Regions from separate parts of the Mus musculus genome. Here regions 1, 2, 3, 5, 6 and 7 are each linked to region 4. Evidence: chromatin contacts called from public ChIA-PET, HiChIP or PLAC-seq, Micro-C and promoter capture Hi-C data. All regions are on one chromosome and are shown on one strand. Each heading gives the region's core, a stretch centred on a gene start, on an enhancer-like site or on the middle of the called end of the contact. The rest is flanking DNA. Distances are from core to core; before and after follow the strand shown. Region 1 overlaps Emid1 (EMI domain containing 1). Region 2 holds the start of Ccm2 (cerebral cavernous malformation 2). Region 3 holds the start of Myo1g (myosin IG). Region 4 holds the start of Dbnl (drebrin-like). Region 5 holds the start of Nf2 (neurofibromin 2). Region 6 holds the start of Purb (purine rich element binding protein B). Region 7 holds the start of Ap1b1 (adaptor protein complex AP-1, beta 1 subunit).

Region 1 (2,728 bases), core at 170-2,669, 660 kb after region 4:
AGGCACCTAGGAATGCAGCAGTTCTAGTTCAGGGAGGGGACTCTGGGGTCTTCCCTCCCAAGCCCAGCAGGGATGCTATCCCCTGCCTAATCCCTCACTCAGGGCTTGCTAGGAGCTAGTGGGAATGTAGGGAGGTGCACGGCTACCTCAAGAGAGTAGGGGCCAAGGGACCAGGACAGAGAGGGGGTCAAATGTAACCCACAGAGACTAAGGGCATGTTCTTTCCTCTGCAGATAGACTTGATTCTTGGGGGCTTCCTGGGCCCACAGGCCCCAAGGGAGGCACCGACAGCCAGAGCCCAGTGAGGATTAGAGGCCCGCCAGGTGAGTGCACCCTGAGCGCCTCCTTTGTCATTACCTTGTTTGGTTGGTTTGGTTTGGTTGAGACAGGGTCTCACTGTGTAGCCTTGGCTGGCCTGGAGCTTGCTGTGTAGAGCAGGCTGACCTTGAACTCAGATCTGCCTTTCTCAGCTTCCCAAATGGTAGGATTAAAGGTGTGCATCCCCCGTCTGAGCCCCACCCCGGAGCCCCAAGCTGGCTCTCTCCAGCTTCTGTAGGGATCCCTCCTGCCTACAGACTCAGAGGCTGCCTTCCCCAAATTAGCACAGTCGAGGTGGACAGGCCTCTGCCACACGCCTGGCCCTCAGCTCACCAGCCCTCCTGTGTTCCTGTTCATGCCTGGGCTATGAAACATCTCGATCAACATATACTTCTTTCAGCCGACCCTGAGCTAGGCACTGGGTGGAGTGAAGCTAGTCTACTTCCATGATGGCGGATAGCTAGGCAGGCAAGGAACACCAGTGCCTAACCCCTCTAACCAGGGTTTTGTGGAGGAACTGGGAGGTCTGGGAACCTGTAGACAGAAGCCAGAACATCATGGTAGAGATGGTGGTCACGATGCTGTGTTCTTTCCTGTCACAAATGGCCAGGAGGACAGACCTGTGCACTTCAGAGCTTTTGTATCCACTGTCCCAGACATCCTTGTCCCTACCTCTCGTGTGCCCACTAGTCCCTGTTCTTACTGCAGGCCCACAGGGACCCCCAGGACGCCCTGGCCAAACAGGAGCTGCAGGCACCCCTGGAAAGATGGGACCTCCAGGGCCTCCAGGTCCACCTGGACCCCCAGGGCCTCCAGCCCCTGTAGGGCCACCCTATGGCCAGGTCTCTCTGCATGGTAAGTCCCCCTGGAATCCCAGTGGTCTGAGGTGGGGCGAATTAAGCCATCTGTCAGGTGTTAGGTGTGTGCCTAGCTTGTCCAGTTGTCACCCAGCTGTTCGGCAGGTGCTGCTCCTCTCCCTCCACTCACAGAGGAAGGGCCCTGAGGCTGGAGAGGAAGGTCATGTGCCACACATGGGGAGGGGGAGTGGCTTCAGACCCACCTGGCATTAGGCCCCTCCCCAAGCCTCAGAGGGGGCTGCAATCCAGCCCTCGGAGTGCTGGGAAGCTCATGGCTTAACCTCAAGACAGCTCAGAGCTCCCAAGGCCACAGCCCTGACCCTGTTGCTTAGGGTGGCTCCAGTTCCATCTCCCAGCTAAGCAGCAGAGCGGATCCTAGGCCTCTCCCTCAGGAAGCCTGACCCAGCCTACCCACATGCTGCTAGAGTTTCCACCCCATCTGATTCTGACATTTGATGAATAACTGGGCCCTTCTCCTTCATTCATTCTCTCATTACATCATTTATTCCAACATCATCATTTTTTTAAATTTTATTTTATTTTAATTTTGCTCCAAACCTCATTGTCCTTGTTCCTATTATGCGGACGGCAGCAGTGCCAGTCTCTCGGGCCCCACGAAACCCAGTGCAGACAAGCCTGAGACTTGTAGGCAGTTGGTAAAGGCAGCTTTCACTATTATCCCTCTCAGAGGGTGACAGACCAGGGTCAGCCAAGGAGGGAGCCTTTCTGGATGTAGCCAGCTAGACTGTGGCAGAGGTAAAACGCACGCAGCTCTCTCTTCTTCTCTGTACCTGGCACCGCGCGTGCTGGTGGCCCTGTCTGTGTGCCAGGCTGTTCTGTAGGACCTTCAGGTGATGCCCGACTGCTCGCCTCCCCCAGCTTGACACACTCACTGTCTGTCCCTCCCAGGGGATCCACTGCTGTCTAATACCTTCACTGAGATGGGCAGCCACTGGCCCCAAGGACCCACTGGGCCCCCAGGTCCTCCAGGCCCCCCAGGGCCCATGGGTAAGTTGAGTCCAGGTGGGGGATGGTAGGAAGCAACCATGGGGGGCGGGGGAGGAGGGACTGGGCTATTCGGAGACAGTTGATGGGGAACTTCTTAGCCTGTGGTCCTCTCTGTTCCTGAAGACGTTGTGTTTTATTCAGGTCCTCCTGGACTTCCTGGCCCCATGGGTGCCCCTGGGAGTCCTGGACACATGGTAAGTCATTATCCAAGTTCTTCCACCCATGTATAACTCTATTCACTCATCTGCTCAGCCATGCGTTGAGTCAGTACTTTGATATGCAAAGTACTCCCCATAAATCTTCTCAACTCAGTTCACCCAACAAGAGGCCAAGTAAAGGGAAGGCTCTCCAGGCTGCAGCCAGCACACAGGGTGAGGACATCTGACTCCAGACCTCTTTAACAGGCTGACCTGCATGCTGTGTGCTGGGCAGATGGCGATGCCCGGCCCACGCTGAGCCTCCCTCGCCATTTCCCCAGTGGGCCCCCATCCCCTGTCCACCCTGTCCTGCCTACTGCAGCACAAGGCTGAGCCTCTGTCTTGTTG
Region 2 (2,919 bases), core at 78-2,577, 760 kb before region 4:
GGGCCAGGTGTCTTACAGGGCACTTAGAGTGTGAGACAAATACAATGTCTCCAGGGATGTAGGCTACTGGCATTGCAAAGACCAGCTGGCACGGTTCAGCATCAGCCACACTTGGGCCAAGTCCTTCCTCAACAGCACCCTCTTTTCTAGCTAAGTCCTTTTACAATGCTCAAACCCCTTCTATACTTGTAGGCTGAATTGCTTTGTTGGGCCCATTTCCCAGCTTTAAACCATCTTTGGAGGTAACAAGTTGACAGGACATCTAAATAACAAGTGCAACTTTCTGTCTTCAAACAAAAGAAAGTGGGGGCAGCGCTGCTGGCCTGGATTCCCTGAAGGCCACCTGGCCACTCTATTTCAAGTAAGACTTTCTGAAAAATGGGACACCTCCTAAAACAAGGTGGTGAGTGGTGTGGCCAATTAAAGGCTACAAGGAGGCCGGGTGGTGCTGAGCTAGGACATCAAAGTCTGTTTTAAACTTGTCCACAACGTGCACACATTTATCAAATGAAAATGACAGGCAAACATGAAGATTGCAAAGCATTTATTTGAAAGGGATACATTTTATCAAAGCCCACTTTTCGCTTTAAAGGCAGTTTAAGCGGTTCATTCCCACATGGTCTTCCCAGGCTTCTTAAAATGTTCTTTATCAACTACTCAAGCCTGTAATTAAAGCCACATTTTTAAACTACAGAAACGAAGGAGCCTCTTGAACCATGTCCTAAATCTTACTGCCAAACATAACGTCACTAAAATCACTCAGTGGTATTAAATAGGAGCGACAGTCGACGAGAGAACCCGCCGAAAAGCTAAGTCCATCTTTGCTTTTACTGGACATCCAAAAACAAAGCCAAGTGGGCAGCAAAAGCCTCGCCGGTCACGGCACAGCCCAGTGGCCCAAGTTCCAGCCCAGGCCACCTTCTGGCCCCTCACTGGGCCCACTTCCTTTGTGGCCCCAGGCCGGCGCGCGGGGAAGGCGGGCCCCCTGACAGGCCGTCTGGAGCAGGCCGGGGGCGAGCGGCAAAGGGGACGCCCCCACCGGAAAGGCGCGGCACTTCCTCCGGGAGCCGCAGGCCCACCTGACCGCTGTCCCTGCCCGCTCAGCCGCCCGCCCGCCCGCCCACCCCGAGGGACCCCCACCCCACGCCCCGGCCCGGCGGCAGGACGCGCCGGTGAGCGCTCACCTTCTTGCCCTTCTTGCCCTCCTCCTCCATGTCGCCGCGTGCGGCCCCCGCGGCCCGCCCCGGGAGCCCCACTGCCAGCGGCCGCTACATGCTCGCTCTGGGCCCGCCACCCCCGCGCTCACCGCGCCGCCGGCCCGCCCGCAGTCTCCGCCCCGGCCGCGCCCCACCCGCACTTCCGGACCTAGGGAGCCCGCCCACTCCGGAGACCCCGCCCCCTCACGCCCCGCCCACTGCCTCGGCGCTCCCGCACTTCCGCCTAGAGGCACTCGCTGGGCCCAAGGAGGGCGATACCAAGAAGGGCGATTCCCTGTTTTTCCCAAAGCCCCTGAAGAGACCCAGGGTCACCCCGGGCCCCTCCATGCCTCCTCAGGGCGGGAGGAGCACACCTGCCTACCCCAGTCCTTCCCATCCCCTCTGGAAAGGCGCCCCAGTACCCCCCCCCCCATCCCTAGCTCTCCCGAACCCTTCAGGGCCGCGCGGGAGTGGCTCCAACTTTTCAATTCTGCCGCCATCTTTAGGGTGGCCGACTTCCCAGCCTGCCTCGCGATTAGGGAGGCGGGCCACATGCCCCTGGGAAGGGACAGAGTCAGTCTCCAATCCGGGTTCTGGGCGCGCTGCCACTTGGCATCCCTCTCTTTTTACTCTGAGCCACAAGGAAACCCTTTTCTAGTAACTTTCTATTCTGGCTGGGCGTGGCGGCGCACTCCTGTGTAATCATAGCACCTGGCTGCTAGAGACAGGAAAATGAGTTCAGGATCAACCGTTGGACCAGAGTCTCATAAAAGAATCCAAAAATGTACAATAGCTGCCAACAGCAACCTTCTAGGTAGTGTATGCAACCTGTTGTCTGTATGGGTTGTCCTAAAACATCTTGAAGATAGTATTCTGGCTGGGCAGTGGTGGCGCATGCCTTTAATCCCAGCATTTGGCAGGCGGATTTCTGAGTTTGAGGCCAGCCTGGTCTACAGAGTGAGTTCCAGGACTATACAAAGAAAACCTGTCTCGAAAAAAAAAAAAAAAAAAAAAAAAAAAAAGCATTCTGATGGATATTCACATTCCTGAGTTTATGGTGTTTCTAATCTAGGCTTCAGCCACCCACACACAAATGCAAAGGTGCTTTTGGGAAGCTGGAAGGTATAAGGAAATCAGGGTTCACAATGGCCAGGTCATCATATCCATGCTCTAAGGCTCAAGTTCAACTTCCTTCGCCTCCAGATCTACACCTCTAAGAAGAAATGTTTAATGAAAATAAAATTTAAAACATGATAGCTGAGAGGCAGTTCACAGGGTATGGCTGTGGGTTCCCTGGAAAGTTATGGACCCTATGGTCCACCCAAGCCTCTATGTTCACTAATCTCACACCCAAGCCAAAACTATGTGTAATGTGTGTGTGTAAAATTTTAAAGCTTTATTCTCTCCTACCCTTGGTACATCAGGAAGGTAAAAATTACAAGAGCACGGGCATTCGGGCCCTGCCAGAGTAAAGTTATAGATTTTTTAAAATTATTTTTATTTTATTTTCATTTGTGTTTTGCCTGCATATGCATCTATGTGAAGGTGTCAGAACTCCTGGAGCTGGAGTTACAGATGGTGGTAAGCTGCCATGTGGGTGATGGAAATCGAACCCAGGTCCTTTTGAAGAACAGCCAGCACTCTTAACCACTGAGCCATCTCTCCAGCACCTACATAGTTAACAGACATCATATATAGTTACCACATTCACAGAACAATTTCA
Region 3 (2,730 bases), core at 181-2,680, 730 kb before region 4:
GAGAGAGCTGCCCACTGGCAGACCCTGTAATCAGGAGGGAGGACTGCACAGAGAAACCTGAGTGGTCGCCTAGCCATTTTTCAATGTACCACTAATCTACAAGCTCAACCATAAGCCAAGACCTGTGAGAGCTAAGATGAGGCCCCAGAGCTCCAAGAGTTAATGGTTTTATCTCAGAGGCTGGATGAGAGAACGAAGCTGAGCATATGCAAGAGGGTCCTACCAAAGGCTAGCCCACTAGAGGGCTGGAGAGTGTACTCTTCCGCTCCCTTGTCACTGTGGGGAGGAATCGCAGGGTGCCGAGTCCCCACCACTGCCTCATCTGCTGGGTCAGGCAGGAAGTCTTTATGGTTTAAACTCTATTGTGGCCACCCCTGGCTGATGTTGAGCTCTGGGGCAGCGATGTTCAGCTGGGTAACCACGAGAGGCCAAGAAATATCTGTTGGCACGCCTTTAATCCCAGCACTTGGGAGGCAGAGGCAGGCCGATTTCTGAGTTCGAGGCAAGCCTGGAGCCTGGTCTACAAAGTGAGTTCCAGGACAGCCAGGGCTATACAGAGAAACCCTGTCTCGAAAAACCAAAAAAAAAAAAAAAAAAAACCAAAATAATAATAATAAAAGAAATATCTATTGGGCTAGAGAGATGGCTCAGAAGTTAAGAGCACTGACTGCTCCTGCAAAGGTCTGCAGTTTACGGCCACCCAGCCCTCTAGCCCTCTGCAGACACCCAGCATGCATATGGTGCACTTATACATGTAGACAAAGCACTTGTACACAAAATAGATGTTTAAAACGTTTTAAAAGAAGCATCCTGCCAGGCGTGGTGGCACATGCCTTTAATCCCAGCACTTGGGAGGCAGAGGCAAGTAGATTTCTGAGTTCAAGGCTGGCCTGGTCTACAGAGTGAGTTCCAGGACACACAGAGAAACCCTGTCTTGAAAAACCAAAAAAAGAAAGAAAGAAAGAAAGAAAGAAAGAAAGAAAGAAAGAAAGAAAGAAAGAAAGAAGAAGAAGCATCCTTTCTTACTGAGCCTGGTATAATCCTAGCTACTTTGGGGAGGCCAGCTTGGACTACAGAGATAGAAGAAAGAAAGAAAGAAAGAAAGAAAGAAAGAAAGAAAGAAAGAAAGAGAGAGAGAGAGAGAGAGAGAGAGAGAGAGACGGAAAGAGGGAGGGAGCAAAGGAAGGAAGGAAGACAGACAGACAAGGGGAGGGAGAATTCCAGCCTGCCCGTAATCTTTGGAGTGCTTGGGATTACAGACAGGTATGGCCAAACCTAGCTTGGGAAGAGCTTTAAGGAAGCCAGTAAAGACCCCATCAGGACAGACAGTTAGGCATGGACCTTGTGGGCCAGGGAGCAGGAAGCAGTGTCTGAAGCACCAAGGCAGGGGAGTAGCAATGGGCAGGGCCAAACTCCCCGGGCAGAACCCACTTCCTACTTTACTGAAGTACTGCAGTAGTCAGGCAGGGCTGGGCCTCCCCTTTCTGCCTTCCCCTTCACCTCTGTACAGAAAGCTCTGGCGACCTGCCTTGGATGCTTGCAGTGGGCAGGATGGAGGACGAAGAAGGCCCTGAGTATGGGAAACCAGACTTCGTGCTTTTGGATCAACTGACCATGGAGGACTTCATGAAGAACCTAGAGCTCAGGTAGATGTGAGGTGGGGGTGGGGATGCGGTACTGGGCTTCTTTCCTTCCTTTCCTCCCTTATCATCCACACAGACCTGAGAGAAGCCCTGAAGGTACCCTGGTCCCATCGTCAGGAATGGGGACAAGGCTACACATACCTAGACAATACAGGCTGAAATGATAGCATCTCCAGGAGATAATGGCCACTCAGAAAGTAACCAGCTGTCAGGAATGGAGCTGCCCAGCCACCCTCACAACACCCTGGTTGACAAGCCCAGAGTCCTGAGGAAGACAGGCAAAGGCATGGGGACCAGGAATGTACTGCATCTCCTCTCTGTCACCTGCTGATGCTTTCCCCCTGGGTCCCATGTGTGACCCGACTTGAGTTTCCTTAGGAACTCCAAAATGAAGTGCCCTCCACCCCAGAATCGCAATAATCGAAGCAAGCTGATATGATGCTGATATGATGTTCTGGGTTGGGAGTTGTTCATGGGAGGGGTCACAGGCTAGGACTAGGAGAATTGACAGTGCAGCCTGCTTTCTCACTGAAAAAAGCAGGGAGGGGTCCAGGAGCTAGAAGCACAGCATGTTAAATGGCCTTGTGTGCGGCTGGACTTCATACACACCTCCTAGGGAGGATTGTTGTGTGCTAGGAAGCTCCTTAGAGAGCAACTGGGGACCAGGAATCTCACTAGGTGCAGAGATGGAGGTCCTAGGCTGCCACATGGAGAGCTTTATCCAGGAAATGAGTTCAATGCTTTGTTAGACTGCCTCATTCTCTCGAAAAGCAAGCTCACAAGCATGCCCTCCATGCTTTGTATGCTGAGCCGAGGAAGACAGTGGCTGCAGGTCACAAAACTTGTAGTCCCAGGGCGTGACTTGTCAGAGGGGGCAGAGAAAGAGGAACCCTGAAGAGGCCTGCCTGGGGTTGAGCGGGCCCCACACACCGAGAGGACAGTTGGGGCCCCAAGGAGGCTAGTACTCCTCCCAGAGCACAAAACCCAAGAGAGGTACAGCCCTAGGTTCCTGCTTCTAATATGGTTAGTAAACGGAAGGGTGGAGGAGTTTGAGATGTGCTGGAGAGGGACGGTGGCCATGGCTGGG
Region 4 (3,101 bases), core at 578-3,077:
AATTTAGGAGGACTCTCTGAGAAGACAACCCTAGCATAGAGACATAAAGGACAAGAAGCAATCAAGATGATGTATATGTATGTTCCATGCAGGGGAAGCAGCAAGATCAGAGGTTCTGTTTGATGAGGAACTAGCTTGCAGTTTTGAGGAAGAGAAAGACTTTGGTACAAGGGTGGTCAACAGGTGTGGCCAGAGTAGTAAGCAGGAGGGGCAACAGGAACCAGGGCAGACAGGGTAAGAGTCTGGGCTTTACTAAAGTGCAACAGGAAGACACTGCATTTATGGGCAGGGAAGTTAAGATGGCCCAGATATTCTCTCAGCTAGCGAGTGGGGACCTGCCACAAAAATCTTGCTGAGTGACTACTGAAATGGCTGTGACAGTGAGGGTGGAGGCCAGAGGCTCGTTCAACTGGAGTGGCAGCACCGTCTGCATACAGTACTGTAGGAAGCTGGGCAGTAGCATGGCTGCTGGGGCAGATGAACAGTGTATGGGGAAAGAGCAAGATCTGCACCCTCAGAAGGAACAATGGGTGGATGAGGCAGGACAATGTCAGACCAAGGTGGAGCAGATGATTCTAGTAGGAGGCTCAATGTGTGCTCGGGAGACAGACACAGGTGAGATCGTGGCCAACCTGGTCTACACAGTGAGTTCCAGGCCAGCCAGAGCTACACAGTCTCAAAAGCAAGCAAGCAAGCAAAGCAAGCAAGGTCAGTGAAGAGTTATAAGCATGGGTGAAGGGCACTGCTAGCTAGGTTGTGAGGTATTCCCCAAACAGTGATGGTTCTGAGACGACTAGAGGGCCAAAAGATAAAGAGGAGAGACAACACAGTAGAACAGAAGAGATGATTGGCCAGAGTTCTGCAATAGGGGAAGTCTCCAGGGAAGACTCAACACAGGCAAACTCAGTATAGCGCCCCTCAGTGCTGACCACAGGGTAGTGGTGGCCCCACCAGAACTCCAAAGTCCAGTTTGTGTTCCCCAGAATTTGTCCACCTGCCATACTCATCAGATGTCTGAGAAACTGAAGCACTAAAAACTGGCTAACGGAAGCATGTTAAGTAAACGGAAAGTGAAAGAGAATTACTATAGACTGGTATGCATGTAGCAGAAACCTAAGAGGGCTCAGCAGGGCCACTCCAGAAACTTCAGATCTAGTTCACAGTACTGTAATGGCTCCTGGGGTGGTGAAGGAAGGATGGAGCCTTTTCTCAAACAGGTGACAGGATCCCATTTTCAGTCCCAGAATCAGGGACCCAGACCTGTGACATCCTTGACTGAGCCCTGTGTGAGCTCATGACCTCAACCCACTGCTCACGCCGCTTTCAAGGTCTCTTCCTGAACTCAGGGTTTAGAAGACGTGGTTTCCGCCTTCCAGGGAGTTGGGGAACTGCGCGGGACCCCTTTGTCCAGTGAGGTCCCAGAAACGCAGAGCCTGGCGGAAAGCAGAAAGCACAACCAGGCAGAGATCTTCAGGGCAGAGCCGACCGACCACTAGGTGGCAGGGGAGAGGCCCGGGGGTACTCGCCGGGGGGACGGCGGTGGCGAGGGTGGGGTAGCATCTCGCTAGGCTTCAGGAAGGTGGACAGGTGATCCTGCAATACTACGGCTACGCCGCGACCTCCACCTTCCCGCTCTGGCGCCTCTCCGGCCCCGCCTTGCTGCCTACCAGTCGGTCGGGGATTTCTCGGTGACTACGCGCACGTAGGCCTCCTGCAGCGCCGGCCCGTTCCGGCTCAGGTTCACCGCCATGGCACGCCCCACGGTCCCCGCGATGCAGCAGCTTCAGCTTTCTGCCGGCCTCCAGTGACGGCCGGAAGCCCCGCCCCGGAGGCCGGAAGCCTCGCCTCTGACGTGCAGAAGCCGCGCCCAAGAGGCCGGAAGCGGAAGTGGAGAGAAGGCGAGCTAGGCTGAGGGTAAAGTTGAGGCGGGGTGCTGGTGAATGAAGATCCACGAGAGGCGGGCCTGCCCGTAGGTCCTCGTTCGTCCGCATCTGCAGGGCGTGGGCTCGATTTAGAGCTTCACGCTGGTTCGTCTCTCATTAGTTAATGTATTTTGTTTAAGAGCAAGCTGTATGCGCGCAGGCGCCTCGGAAATTTCATCTGATAGTCGGACATGATGGCTACGCCTTCAACCCCAGCCTAGCCCGGTGTACAGCGCAAGTTCCAGGATGGCGAGGGCTAGGCAGAGAAGCCCTGTTTGGAAAAACCAAAGAAGAAAAGGAAAAAAACATGAATCTGCTGTGTTAGGCGTAGAGGTACAAGCCTGTGATCCTAGCGCGCAACTGGCAGAGGCAGAAGCTTGAGTTCTAGCCCGGCCTGGGCATTGCCTAGATCTTCTAAATAAAGTAAAATGAAATATTTGATGTGATAGTGGGGTAATGAAGAGAACCTGCTTTGTGCTTCACTTCTATTTCCAGACAGTTGCCTGAACGTCCCTATGAGAGACCATACTCTGTTGTCGTAAACTAAAACGAACCCTTACTTCTCTAAACTGCTTTTAGCTAGGGCATTTTATCACAGCAACAGAAATGAAACTAGAACAGTGGGGGTCGAAGTTACATTTAAAATGTTGCAAGAATGGGGCTGGAAGTGTTGTTCGTGTATTTAATCTCAGCACTGGGGAGGCAGAGGCAAGCCTGGTCTACATAGTTGAGTTCCAGCCTATCTCAAAGACAAAAAAAGGGGTGGAGGGGCTGGAGAGATGGCTTGGTGGTTAAGAGCACTGACTGCTCTTCCAGGGGATCCAGGATTGATTCCTAGCACCTATGTGGCAGCTCACAACCCTCTGTAACTCCAGCCCTAGCCCTCATCTAGTCTCTGCTGGGACTAGGTATGGCCATGGTGCACTTAAACAATCACACAATATAAAAATAAGATGGGTGTGGTGGCACATGACTTCAATCCCTGAACCTGGGAAGCAAAGGCAGATAGATCTCTGAGTTTGAGTCCAGCCTGGTCTACATAGTGGATTACTGGCTATAAGTGAGTCCCTCTCTCAAAAAAGTATTAAAAAAGAAACTTCTGGCTGGGCAGTGGTGGCGCACGCCTTTAGTCCCAGCATTTGGGAGGCAGAAGCAGTTGGATTTCTGAGTTTAAGGCCA
Region 5 (3,080 bases), core at 31-2,530, 940 kb after region 4:
AAAAAAAAAAAACAAAACTGTGGTGCTTTGACTAAGAACGGTCCCATAAGCTTATATTTGAATGCTTGGTCACCAAGGAGTGGCCCTATTTGAAAGAATTAGAAGGCTTAGGAGGTGTGGTCTTGTGGAAGGAAGTCTATCATTAGGGGTGGTTTTTGAGGTTTCAAAAGCCCATGCCAAATGGTTGTCTTGCTTTCCAAGCCTGCAGATCAGGATATAGCCATCTCTCAGCTACTGCTCCAGTACCATGCATGCCACCATGCTCCCTACCATGCTGATAATGGACTAAACATCTGAAACTGTAAAGAAGAAAAAGTCCCCAATTAAATGTTTTCTTTGATACGAGTTGCTGTGGTCATGGTGTCTCTTCACAGCAGCAGTGCCTGGGGAATGTATCTTTAAAACAAGTAAAAACTCTACAAATCCCCAGAAAGTTGAAATTTTCCTAAGCATATTATACATTTGATGACGTTAAGCTACAAGTACTCCAAGTATGTAGCTTGGAAATTAAAACAAAACAAAACAAAAAAACCAAACAAAGGAACAGAGGGTAAAATGAAAATTCTTGCCGGGCAATAGTGGCGCACACCTTTAATCCTCAGCACTTGGGAGGCAGCAGCAGGCGAATTTCTGAGTTCGAGGCCAGCCTGGTCTACAGAGTGAGTTCCAGGACAGCCAAGGATACAGAGAGAAACCCTGTCTCGAAAAACTCAAAAAAAAAAAAAAAAAAAAAAAAATAAATAAAATTAGCTTTCTATATGTATTAAGCAAGTTTCAATTCCTCAACCACCTAGTAAGGTAAGGACTATCATGAATTCTGTGGTTATTCTAATTCTCTTAAAAAGAAGTTGAAGGATCTGGCAGGCAAGTCGGGGCAACTTAAGCGGCCTCACTTCGTGTTTTTAAAGTTTGAAAAATATTGAGTCAGCATATATAATTAAGTGTCAAAAAGGAATTTCGGCCGGATGTCCCAGATACGACTGAAGCTCTGGTAAGACGCTATAAATGGGATCTCTCACTGACTGCAACAGTACCTCGTGCGGTGCAGTCCCGGCCTCTACAGGTTTCCCGGGAAAGGCGCCGCCCGCTCCTTCTCAACCAGTCTTGCTAGAGTAGGAGTATACTTTAGGAACAAAAGCGCTCGGAGTGACCGCATCTACAGCCACTCAACGCCGAGAACAGACCGGCGGCCCTCGTTCAGTGCAACTTTCAATTGGTGGAGTAGGCCTCCAGGAGGCGGGACGAAGCGGAAGTCCCGCTTCCTTTGGCGTTCCTGCCAATCACAGTATCTTAGAGAAAAAAGTGTTAGGGTGAGTCGCTGAGTAGCGTAGTGGGAGTCCGGAGGGCGGGGCGGGGCGGGGATCCGGCAGGTCGCTGAGGTGGGGGTTGGTAGAGGACGCTTCCCGAGGGCGCGCGGAGCGGAGCTGGTGACAGACACGCACGCGCGTGTGCGCTCCCAACTACTGCGCGGCCCCGCGACCCTCGGGGGTCGCTGAGAGGCCCGGCGTCGGCGCCGCAGCCGTCTAGGATTTCTGTCCAAAGGCGTCCCTGGCGTCCCCAGCCCGAAGCTCCAAGCTCGGGGCTGCGCGTGCTTTTGCCGGCATCTCCCCCCGACCCCCCCGTCGTCAGAGACTGTCCCTTAACTCATCTTTCCGCACCCACAGCCGGGTCCTCGCGGCCCATGCTGGCCGCTGGGGACCCAGGCAGCCTAGGTCTGTCTCGGGCCGGCCAGCCGGCCACCATGGTGGCCCTGAGGCCTGTGCAGCTACTCCAGGGGGGCTAAGAGACCCAGAACGCGGGCCTAGGGGTGAGGGGATCCAAGGCCGGTACCTCGCGCCATGGCCGGAGCCATCGCTTCTCGCATGAGCTTCAGCTCACTCAAGAGGAAGCAGCCCAAGACATTCACGGTGCGGATCGTCACCATGGACGCCGAGATGGAGTTCAACTGCGAGGTAACCGGCCGCCGACCCCGACGGGCTGTGAGTGGAGAGCCGCGGAATCTCTGCCTGTCTGGTGGCAGCGACGCGGGTCCCTACCCATGGGGTGCCCTCGCTGTGGTGACAGTCGAAGTGCAAGCTTAAGGGATTCCGTATATATCATTATCTGGAACCGGAAGAGGCTTTCTAGGGCCAGATCACAAGTTAAAGCTAGTTGTTTGTTTGCTTGTTTGTTAAAGTGGGGTTCTTGGTTTTGGCATTTCCCGAAGGTTATTTTCATTCATTTGTTATTGGGAAACACTGGAATCTTCCGTAGAAACGAACCGGTGTGCAGTGTGTAGAACTCGCGCCTAAAACTCCAGGGAGTTTTTCGCTAGGTATTAACTGTGTACCCTAGGTCTTAAAAGTTACATCTAGTTATATTGGAAGCTCGTACTTTTCCCTGTTCCAAAATTTTCAGTTTCTGGAAAAAACTCTTTGAGGAAAGAGTGTCTTACATTTACTCTTTATAGTTTCTAACATGATGATAATAGCTATCATTTTGTTGAAGAGTGTGTATGTGAGTGAGTGTGTGTGTGTGTGTGTGTGTGTGTGTTTGTGTTTTCAGGGCCTTGTGTATGCTAGGCATGCACCCCATCACTGGGTTGTATCCACAACCCTGAACACTTGCTAAGTGTCAGACATTTACACATTTGACTCTCAAAAAACAAACAAACAAAAAAGCAAAGCAACAACAAAAAAGCCAGTCAGATAGGTCCTGTGCCACTGGAATATACTTGGTTTGCTTCCCTAGCCTATTGCTTTTAAAATCCTTGGAATCGCCAAAGTATTCGTTTTCTTTTTGTGTGTTAATGAGCTGGATGCTGTTGCCATGCTATAGTAGTTTTAGAATTCAGCCTGGTTCCCAGAAAGGATCTTTAAGGTTGGGACTTCTCAGTTCTTCCCTTAAGACTGAAGGATCAGCCAATGATTTAACCGACAATGCCTATATAATTAAGCATCCATAAACTGAAAGGATATGGCTTAGAGAGCTTCCATCTGAACATGTGCTCTAGTAGTGGTATAGTATAAACTATAGTAGTAGTATGAACTCTGCACCGTTTCCCACATGCCTTACCGTATACATTTTAAAAGATCTTATAA
Region 6 (3,046 bases), core at 195-2,694, 690 kb before region 4:
ACCTGTTAACATCTATCCTCCAAGGATTACCCAATACATAGTACTGGGACAATGGGTTAGTCATTTGAAGGAAATTCCTTAGATTCTTTACTTCATCCCAGACATCATGATATATTTCAGATAAACATAGTCCTATACTTAAAAATCAAACCATAAAACCACTCAAAAATATGTCCTTACTAAAAAATTACAAGAGAAGACTCTAGGCTTAGATGCAAATGAAATTTCAGCGGAAACAAAATAACAAAGCTGGCCCATCAGGCAGAATACAGGCTAGAGGGGCGGTTAACTGCTCATCACACAAGCATTAAGACACAAGCTTGAAAACCTAGCAGCTGCATAAAAGAGCAGGGTGCAGCAGGGGGTGGGGGTGGGGGATCCCTAGGGCTCACTGACAGCCAGTTTAGATCAATTCAGTGAGCTCTAAGTTCAGCCAGAGACCCACTCACAAAAAATACGGTGGAGAGTAACACAAACACTCTATTTCCGGCCTCCACATACACGTACATGTATAGCCACACAGAAACAAATTTAAAACACTTTAGGGCTGGAGAGATGGCTCAGTGGGTAAGAGCACCCGACTGAAGGTCCAGAGTTCAAATCCCAGCAACCACATGGTGGCTCACAACCATCCGTAACAAGATCTGACTCCCTCTTCTGGTGTGTCTGAAGACAGCTTCAGTGTACTTACATATAATAATAAATAAATCTTTAAAAAAAAAAAAACAACACTTTAGAGGAACCTGGTTAACGAATATTAAACTGATGCAAGAACTCAAGTTTAAGCCAATATAGCTTAGTGAGATCCTATCATTAAAAACACCCAATTGTAAAAAAAAAAAAAACCCAAAAGTTATTTGTGTGAACTCCATTCAGGGAGTTTATAAAATAAGATGGTATTCTGGTTTCTTTGTTTTAGAAACACGGGCTTATTTACTGAAGGATTGCTAGATCCAATCGTTAGGAGTCCGACTTAATCAGTGTACTCGTCCCTGAGGATTAATAATCTAGTAGCATTAGTGAGAAGTAGGATCTCACTGGAGAAAACAGGTTACTGGGGTATGCTCTGGAAAGATCCCTAGCCCCTGGCCCTTTCCTGTCTCTCTGCTTTCCCAGGCGCCAGGAGGTGATTGGCTCCACTGTTGAATAATTCATGTGCTTCTCGGCAAAACGTTCTGCCTTCCCACAGCCCCAAAGCAACAGAGTCATCTAGTCACACACTAAACCCTCTGAAACCGGGAGCGTCAGTAAAGCATCAAGAAAGAGGACCCCAAAACCAGCGGACAGAAACATAGGCTCGCCCGGGGTAGCCGCAGAACGCCTTGCCGGCGCGGCCAGCGACGTCACCTCTGCGCCCCGCCGGCGTGGTGTGTGTGGGTCTTCCGGCCGGGAGGCGGCGGCGGGCGGGGCGGAGTGACGTCACGGGAGGCGCGCGCCGGAAGCGGGCCGTGCCGCACGGAAGCCGCGGGGGCGGGGCGCGGAGGCGATGGGGGGCGGCGGCGACCGGCGATGAGCGGCGGGCGCGCGTGAGGAGCCGGCGGGCGAGGCTGGGGGGCCCCGGAGCGCGAGCCGCAGGGCGGAGGGCGGGGGCGCGAGCGCAGCGGGCGGCGGCGGCGAGGCGGCGGCCGAGAAGATGGCGGACGGCGACAGCGGCAGCGAGCGCGGCGGTGGCGGCGGCGGCGGCGGCGGGCCCGGCGGCTTCCAGCCCGCGCCCCGCGGCGGCGGCGGCGGCGGTGGCGGGCCGGGCGGCGAGCAGGAGACGCAGGAGCTGGCCTCGAAGCGGCTGGACATCCAGAACAAGCGCTTCTACCTGGACGTGAAGCAGAACGCCAAGGGCCGCTTCCTCAAGATCGCCGAGGTGGGCGCGGGCGGCTCCAAGAGCCGCCTCACGCTGTCGATGGCGGTGGCCGCCGAGTTCCGCGACTCGCTGGGCGACTTCATCGAGCACTACGCGCAGCTGGGTCCCAGCAGCCCCGAGCAGCTGGCGGCGGGCGCCGAGGAGGGCGGCGGGCCGCGCCGCGCGCTCAAGAGCGAGTTCCTGGTGCGCGAGAACCGCAAGTACTACCTGGACCTCAAGGAGAACCAGCGCGGCCGCTTCCTGCGCATCCGCCAGACGGTGAACCGCGGCGGCGGCGGCTTCGGCGGGGGGCCCGGGCCCGGCGGCCTGCAGAGCGGCCAGACCATCGCGCTGCCCGCGCAGGGCCTCATCGAGTTCCGCGACGCGCTCGCCAAGCTCATCGACGACTACGGGGGCGACGAGGACGAGCTGGCCGGCGGCCCGGGAGGCGGCGCCGGCGGCCCCGGGGGCGGCCTGTACGGAGAGCTCCCGGAGGGCACCTCCATCACCGTGGACTCGAAGCGCTTCTTCTTCGACGTCGGCTGCAACAAGTACGGGGTGTTCCTGCGAGTGAGCGAGGTGAAGCCGTCCTACCGCAATGCCATCACCGTGCCCTTCAAGGCCTGGGGCAAGTTTGGAGGCGCCTTCTGTCGGTATGCAGATGAAATGAAAGAGATCCAGGAGCGACAGAGGGATAAGCTTTACGAGCGACGCGGCGGGGGCAGCGGTGGCGGCGACGAGTCGGAGGGTGAGGAAGTGGATGAGGATTGAAGCAGGCAGCTTCCCGTACCGGCCTCCCCCAACCCCACCACCATCCCCTTGGCTAGAGAGCGCCCTTTCCTTCTCGTCCCCAGTGAGCTAGTGGAGAGGGATCAGGGGAGGCCGCAGACGAAGAAAACAAAAAAAAAAATAAAATAATATAGTTAAGAGAAATAACCATAAGAAAACAGTCACAGACAATTAGAGAAAAGCAGTTAAGTTCCAAGGAACTGCCAGCAACCTGCAAAGAGGAGCAGCATCTCCTCACCTGCGCAAGAGTCTCAGCTTCTGTTGTTTAAAACCGAGGTTCGGAAATTCATCAGGAAAACACTGGAAGGGATAGATAGATCTTCGAGCGTCTGGGACCAAAACCACACCTGGGTTACCCAGACTCATGCATTGGGAATAGCTGAATTTGTGTTCTTCCTGGGTAATCTGGTCTTAGGATCC
Region 7 (3,106 bases), core at 203-2,702, 800 kb after region 4:
ACAGGCTCATTTCAGTTCCTTGCACTCAAGAGGAAGTAGGAAGATAGTAAGTCTCTCTTGTGTTGCTGTCAGGGAAACTAAGGTATAAGGAAGGAGCAACAAAATGTCTCTAAAGGAAAAGAGGCTCACACCCCAGGTACCAAGTCGCCTTCCCATCTCCCACGCAGACCAGTCATCCCAGGCACCATGACAGGCCAAAGGCCATCCTGTGGGCCTGTTCCCCTAGAACCTAGGACCAAAAGATCCCCCAAGGGGCCCCGTTGTTCCCCTCTTTACTGCAAAACGAATAAAGTGCAAACGGGATGAAGGGGTTGTCTGGATATCAATTCCAAGAATAGCCCAATAGGCAGGAAGACCTGAGAGCCAAAACACTGACAAAAACAACCTGGCCGAACAGCCTCCTAAGTTGAAAGTGTATCAACAGCTCCTCCTAAACATCGGATCAGACGACAGGTGAGAAGGCTGCATCCTGACACCAACTCACACAATATATTGGCGACAATATATCAAGTCACTTCTAGACCCCAAGCCAGCTCCAGGTGCCTTTCTCCCCGAGCTTTGAAGGTCTCTGGAGACCTACATAGGAAGCCTGATTTTGCCTCTACTACTCGAATGACCTTCCGTGTGTCATTTAACCTCCCGTGCCTCGGTGTCCTCGCGAGTGAGAGGGGGAAAGCAACAGTAGCTACCTTACAGAGGCAGCTGTGAGCTCAGTACACAAAGTGCTTAGCACAGAGGTTCGAAGTCAGGAAGGGCTGGAGAACCAGTGACAAGACATTCTTGTGGTGTTAGAACTAAGACAAGTGCTCCCATTCTGTCAACGTGTCCCTGAGGATCCAAAGGACGAGGGGCGGGTGGCAGAAGGCCATTTCTAGATGTTTGCCCCGTTTTGGGGGGGCGGCGGCTAAGAGATAAGGCCCTGAACGAGGAGGCCTGAGGTTGGCCGAGGAGTGGGAAGGGACAAGCAGGGCGCAGGGGAGGCCTAAGTGCAGGAGTCTCTCCGAACCGGACTGCGGACCTGAAATGACGGACGGCTTGACGCCGGGCCGCCAAGCCGTCGGGAATGAATGAGCACGCAGGCCTTTCACCTTCGCCCTCTCGCGGCTCGCAACCCTCCAGCGCAGCGTCCTCTCCGTGACCTCTGACCTCGCAGACCCCCCCCACTCCTCGGACCCCTTCGGGTTTGTTTGTTTTCCTATCTCGCCGGGCTGCCTTTTTCCTCACCCACAAATCCAAACGGCTCCGGGTGCCGCGGCTCGGCTCGCTTCAGCAGCAAAATGTCCGCAGCCTCCGCCTCCCTCTCCTCCGGTGCGTCGCAGCAGCCGGCGGCTCCAAGCTCCACGGCTGTCACCTGCCGAGCGGAAGTAAGAGGCCCGTGCGCGGAACTTCCGGTGGACGCACACCCCGGGGGCGGGGTCGAGGGTGCAACCTGGCGGGAGGGGCTGGGGACCTGTTGGGCGGGGCCTGTGTGGGAAGGGCGGGGCCTTAGCAGAGCCGGCTTTTATGAGAATTGAGGGCCTGGGCGGGCCAAGCGGCTAAGTTCAGGCTGGGATACCCTTGCTCAGAATCCCTGGCCAGGCTCCCTCTCAAACACCATGGAATCGAAAGGGTCTTGGAAGACTTTAAAGTTCATCTCTTTCTGAGTTACAGATGGGAAGACTGAGGCCAACGTTGTCTTAGGAAAAGGGAAAGTCGGAGCTACAAATCTGATCAGCTGCTGGACTGCGCCTGTCTGCTAGGCTAAAACGAGACTTTTTCTGCTGCCCTTGGAAAATTCATTGTTCTAAAAGGAAAACATAAGCTACGTCCAAGACTTCTTATCCAAGGGATACTTCACAGTGAGACCTCAACTGATACAGCCATTTCATTCCTGACTTTGGTCCTATTAATTTTCTCTTTCTAATAGATAACTTGTGTTCATCCCCTTTAAAACATTATAAAACTTCTATTCTAGCATTTTTATTAAACCAATAATATCTGCATTGCAGAAAAAAAGAAATATATTAGTGGGGGCTGGAGAGATGGCTCAGTGATTAAGAACACTGGCTGGTCTTCCAGAGGACCTGAGTTCAGTTCCCAGCAACCACACTGTGGCTTACAACCATCTGTAATGGGATCCCATGCCTTCTTCTAGTGTGTCTGAAGACAGCGACAGTGTTGTACTCATACACACAAAATAAATAATTCTTTTTAAAAAAAAAAGAAATATATTAGTAAGGAAAAAAGGCAAAACCAAAACACGTAGGCTCCTGAGAAAATCGTTTTTTAACACTTGGTTATCCTCCTAGATGTAATATGTCTGCCTTTTTATTTTATTATTTGTGTGTTATTGATTTGAGACAAGCTCTTGCTGTGTAACCCAAGCCAGCCCCATTGTTGAGCTCACAGTGATGTACTATCATGCCTGGTCTATGTAGTGCTGGGATCTAACTCAGAGCTTTTACATCCTATGCAAGCACTCTAACAACTGAATCGCTGTCACCTTGGCTGACCTGGAAACTGAAAAACCAAGCAGAAGTCTGCCTGCCTCTGTCTCACAGTGTTGGGTTTAAAGGTGTGCACAACCACACCCAGCTGTTTTTACATTCTTTAAAGTTTTGTCATAATATAATTATGACAAATTGATAAAATAGTTATGGCAAATTGATAAAATAGACAAAATAGAATTCCAGATGCTGGGGTGAAGAGATGGTTCAGCAGTTAAAAACACTGGCTGCTCTTCCAGATAACAGGGGTTCATTCCCAGAACCCACATGGCAGCTCACAGCACCCACATGGCAGCTCATGGCATCTGTGACTATAGTCCAAGAGGATCTAAAACCCTCTTCTGACCATGCAAGCACAGGTACATGCACATATGAACATAAAATAAAATAAATAAATCTTGCCAAGTAGTGATGGCATACACCTTTAATCCCAGATGGATTCCAAAGTTTGAGACCAGCCTGGTTTACAGACAGAATTTCAGGACATCCAGGGCAAAGGTTAGGCTTGGTGGTGCATGCCAGTAATTCCAGTACTTGGGAAGCAGAGTCAAGTAGATTTCTGTGTGCTCAAAGCCATCCTGGTCTGCATAGAAAATTCCCAAAGTTACAACAGTGAAACC

What was found. Promoter capture Hi-C pulls out the DNA fragments that hold promoters and counts their contacts. Hi-C and Micro-C count contacts between places; a contact is called where the count stands out from the background. ChIA-PET counts read pairs in DNA pulled down with a chosen protein or histone mark. HiChIP or PLAC-seq counts read pairs in DNA pulled down with a chosen protein or histone mark.
Region 1: an H3K27ac HiChIP or PLAC-seq map of differentiating embryonic stem cells shows a contact between it and region 4, with 5 times the contacts expected there. The contact joins the enhancer-like site here to the promoter of Dbnl in region 4. A contact is called at or near these places in 5 of 39 promoter capture datasets (the 3T3-L1 cell line, hippocampal neurons, liver and 1 more), 2 of 15 datasets of contacts at CTCF or cohesin (embryonic stem cells and large pre-B cells), 3 of 484 Hi-C or Micro-C datasets (the G1E-ER4 cell line, cerebral cortex and embryonic stem cells), 14 of 115 datasets of contacts at active chromatin or transcription factors (the SCID.adh cell line, T-cell acute lymphoblastic leukemia, acute myeloid leukemia and 8 more) and 1 of 9 other capture datasets (pancreatic islet).
Region 2: a contact with region 4 is called in a promoter capture Hi-C map of pre-B cells, with 3 times the contacts expected there. The contact joins the promoter of Ccm2 here to the promoter of Dbnl in region 4. A contact is called at or near these places in 1 of 39 promoter capture datasets (pre-B cells) and 1 of 9 other capture datasets (pancreatic islet).
Region 3: a contact with region 4 is called in a promoter capture Hi-C map of liver, with 3 times the contacts expected there. The contact joins the promoter of Myo1g here to the promoter of Dbnl in region 4. A contact is called at or near these places in 2 of 39 promoter capture datasets (liver and pre-B cells) and 2 of 115 datasets of contacts at active chromatin or transcription factors (bone marrow-derived dendritic cells and microglia).
Region 5: a contact with region 4 is called in an H3K4me3 HiChIP or PLAC-seq map of bone marrow-derived macrophages, with 2.9 times the contacts expected there. The contact joins the promoter of Nf2 here to the promoter of Dbnl in region 4. A contact is called at or near these places in 1 of 39 promoter capture datasets (liver) and 4 of 115 datasets of contacts at active chromatin or transcription factors (astrocytes, bone marrow-derived dendritic cells, bone marrow-derived macrophages and 1 more).
Region 6: a Micro-C map of embryonic stem cells shows a contact between it and region 4, with 5 times the contacts expected there. The contact joins the promoter of Purb here to the promoter of Dbnl in region 4. A contact is called at or near these places in 4 of 39 promoter capture datasets (cranial neural crest, liver, neutrophils and 1 more), 2 of 484 Hi-C or Micro-C datasets (embryonic stem cells and pre-B cells) and 1 of 115 datasets of contacts at active chromatin or transcription factors (bone marrow-derived dendritic cells).
Region 7: a contact with region 4 is called in an RNA polymerase II ChIA-PET map of memory CD8 T cells, with 22 read pairs. The contact joins the promoter of Ap1b1 here to the promoter of Dbnl in region 4. A contact is called at or near these places in 3 of 39 promoter capture datasets (liver and pre-B cells), 1 of 484 Hi-C or Micro-C datasets (CD4 T cells), 9 of 115 datasets of contacts at active chromatin or transcription factors (astrocytes, bone marrow-derived dendritic cells, double positive thymocytes and 6 more) and 1 of 9 other capture datasets (liver).

Annotation. Positions count from the first base shown.
Region 1 is chr11:5,129,077-5,131,804 of GRCm38.p6, reverse strand. Emid1 (EMI domain containing 1) reads left to right here. Exons shown (of 15, transcript NM_080595.3): 7 at 234-323; 8 at 1,027-1,173; 9 at 2,085-2,183; 10 at 2,325-2,377. Among named protein-coding and RNA genes, the nearest start is that of Gm39572, 5.4 kb to the left of the region's middle. Within about 2 kb of position 1,419, at least 41 of the 459 cell types and tissues checked have an H3K27ac peak or open chromatin away from gene starts, as enhancers often do. A contact at or near this core is called in the SCID.adh cell line, differentiating embryonic stem cells and pancreatic islet, where this site is marked.
Region 2 is chr11:6,545,295-6,548,213 of GRCm38.p6, reverse strand. It overlaps Ccm2 (cerebral cavernous malformation 2), which reads right to left and starts at 1,327. Exons shown (of 10, transcript NM_146014.3): 1 at 1,185-1,327. The coding sequence starts at 1,214. It also overlaps the pseudogene Gm24000.
Region 3 is chr11:6,519,658-6,522,387 of GRCm38.p6, reverse strand. It overlaps Myo1g (myosin IG), which reads left to right and starts at 1,430. Exons shown (of 22, transcript NM_178440.4): 1 at 1,430-1,646. The coding sequence starts at 1,534.
Region 4 is chr11:5,787,209-5,790,309 of GRCm38.p6, reverse strand. Dbnl (drebrin-like) reads right to left here and starts at 1,827. Exons shown (of 13, transcript NM_001146309.1): 1 at 1,668-1,827. The coding sequence starts at 1,750.
Region 5 is chr11:4,847,744-4,850,823 of GRCm38.p6, reverse strand. It overlaps Nf2 (neurofibromin 2), which reads left to right and starts at 1,280. Exons shown (of 17, transcript NM_001252250.1): 1 at 1,280-1,952. The coding sequence starts at 1,839.
Region 6 is chr11:6,474,474-6,477,519 of GRCm38.p6, reverse strand. Purb (purine rich element binding protein B) reads left to right here and starts at 1,444. Exons shown (of 1, transcript NM_011221.3): 1 at 1,444-3,046. The coding sequence starts at 1,634. The coding sequence ends at 2,608.
Region 7 is chr11:4,985,170-4,988,275 of GRCm38.p6, reverse strand. Ap1b1 (adaptor protein complex AP-1, beta 1 subunit) reads right to left here and starts at 1,452. Exons shown (of 21, transcript NM_007454.3): 1 at 1,225-1,452.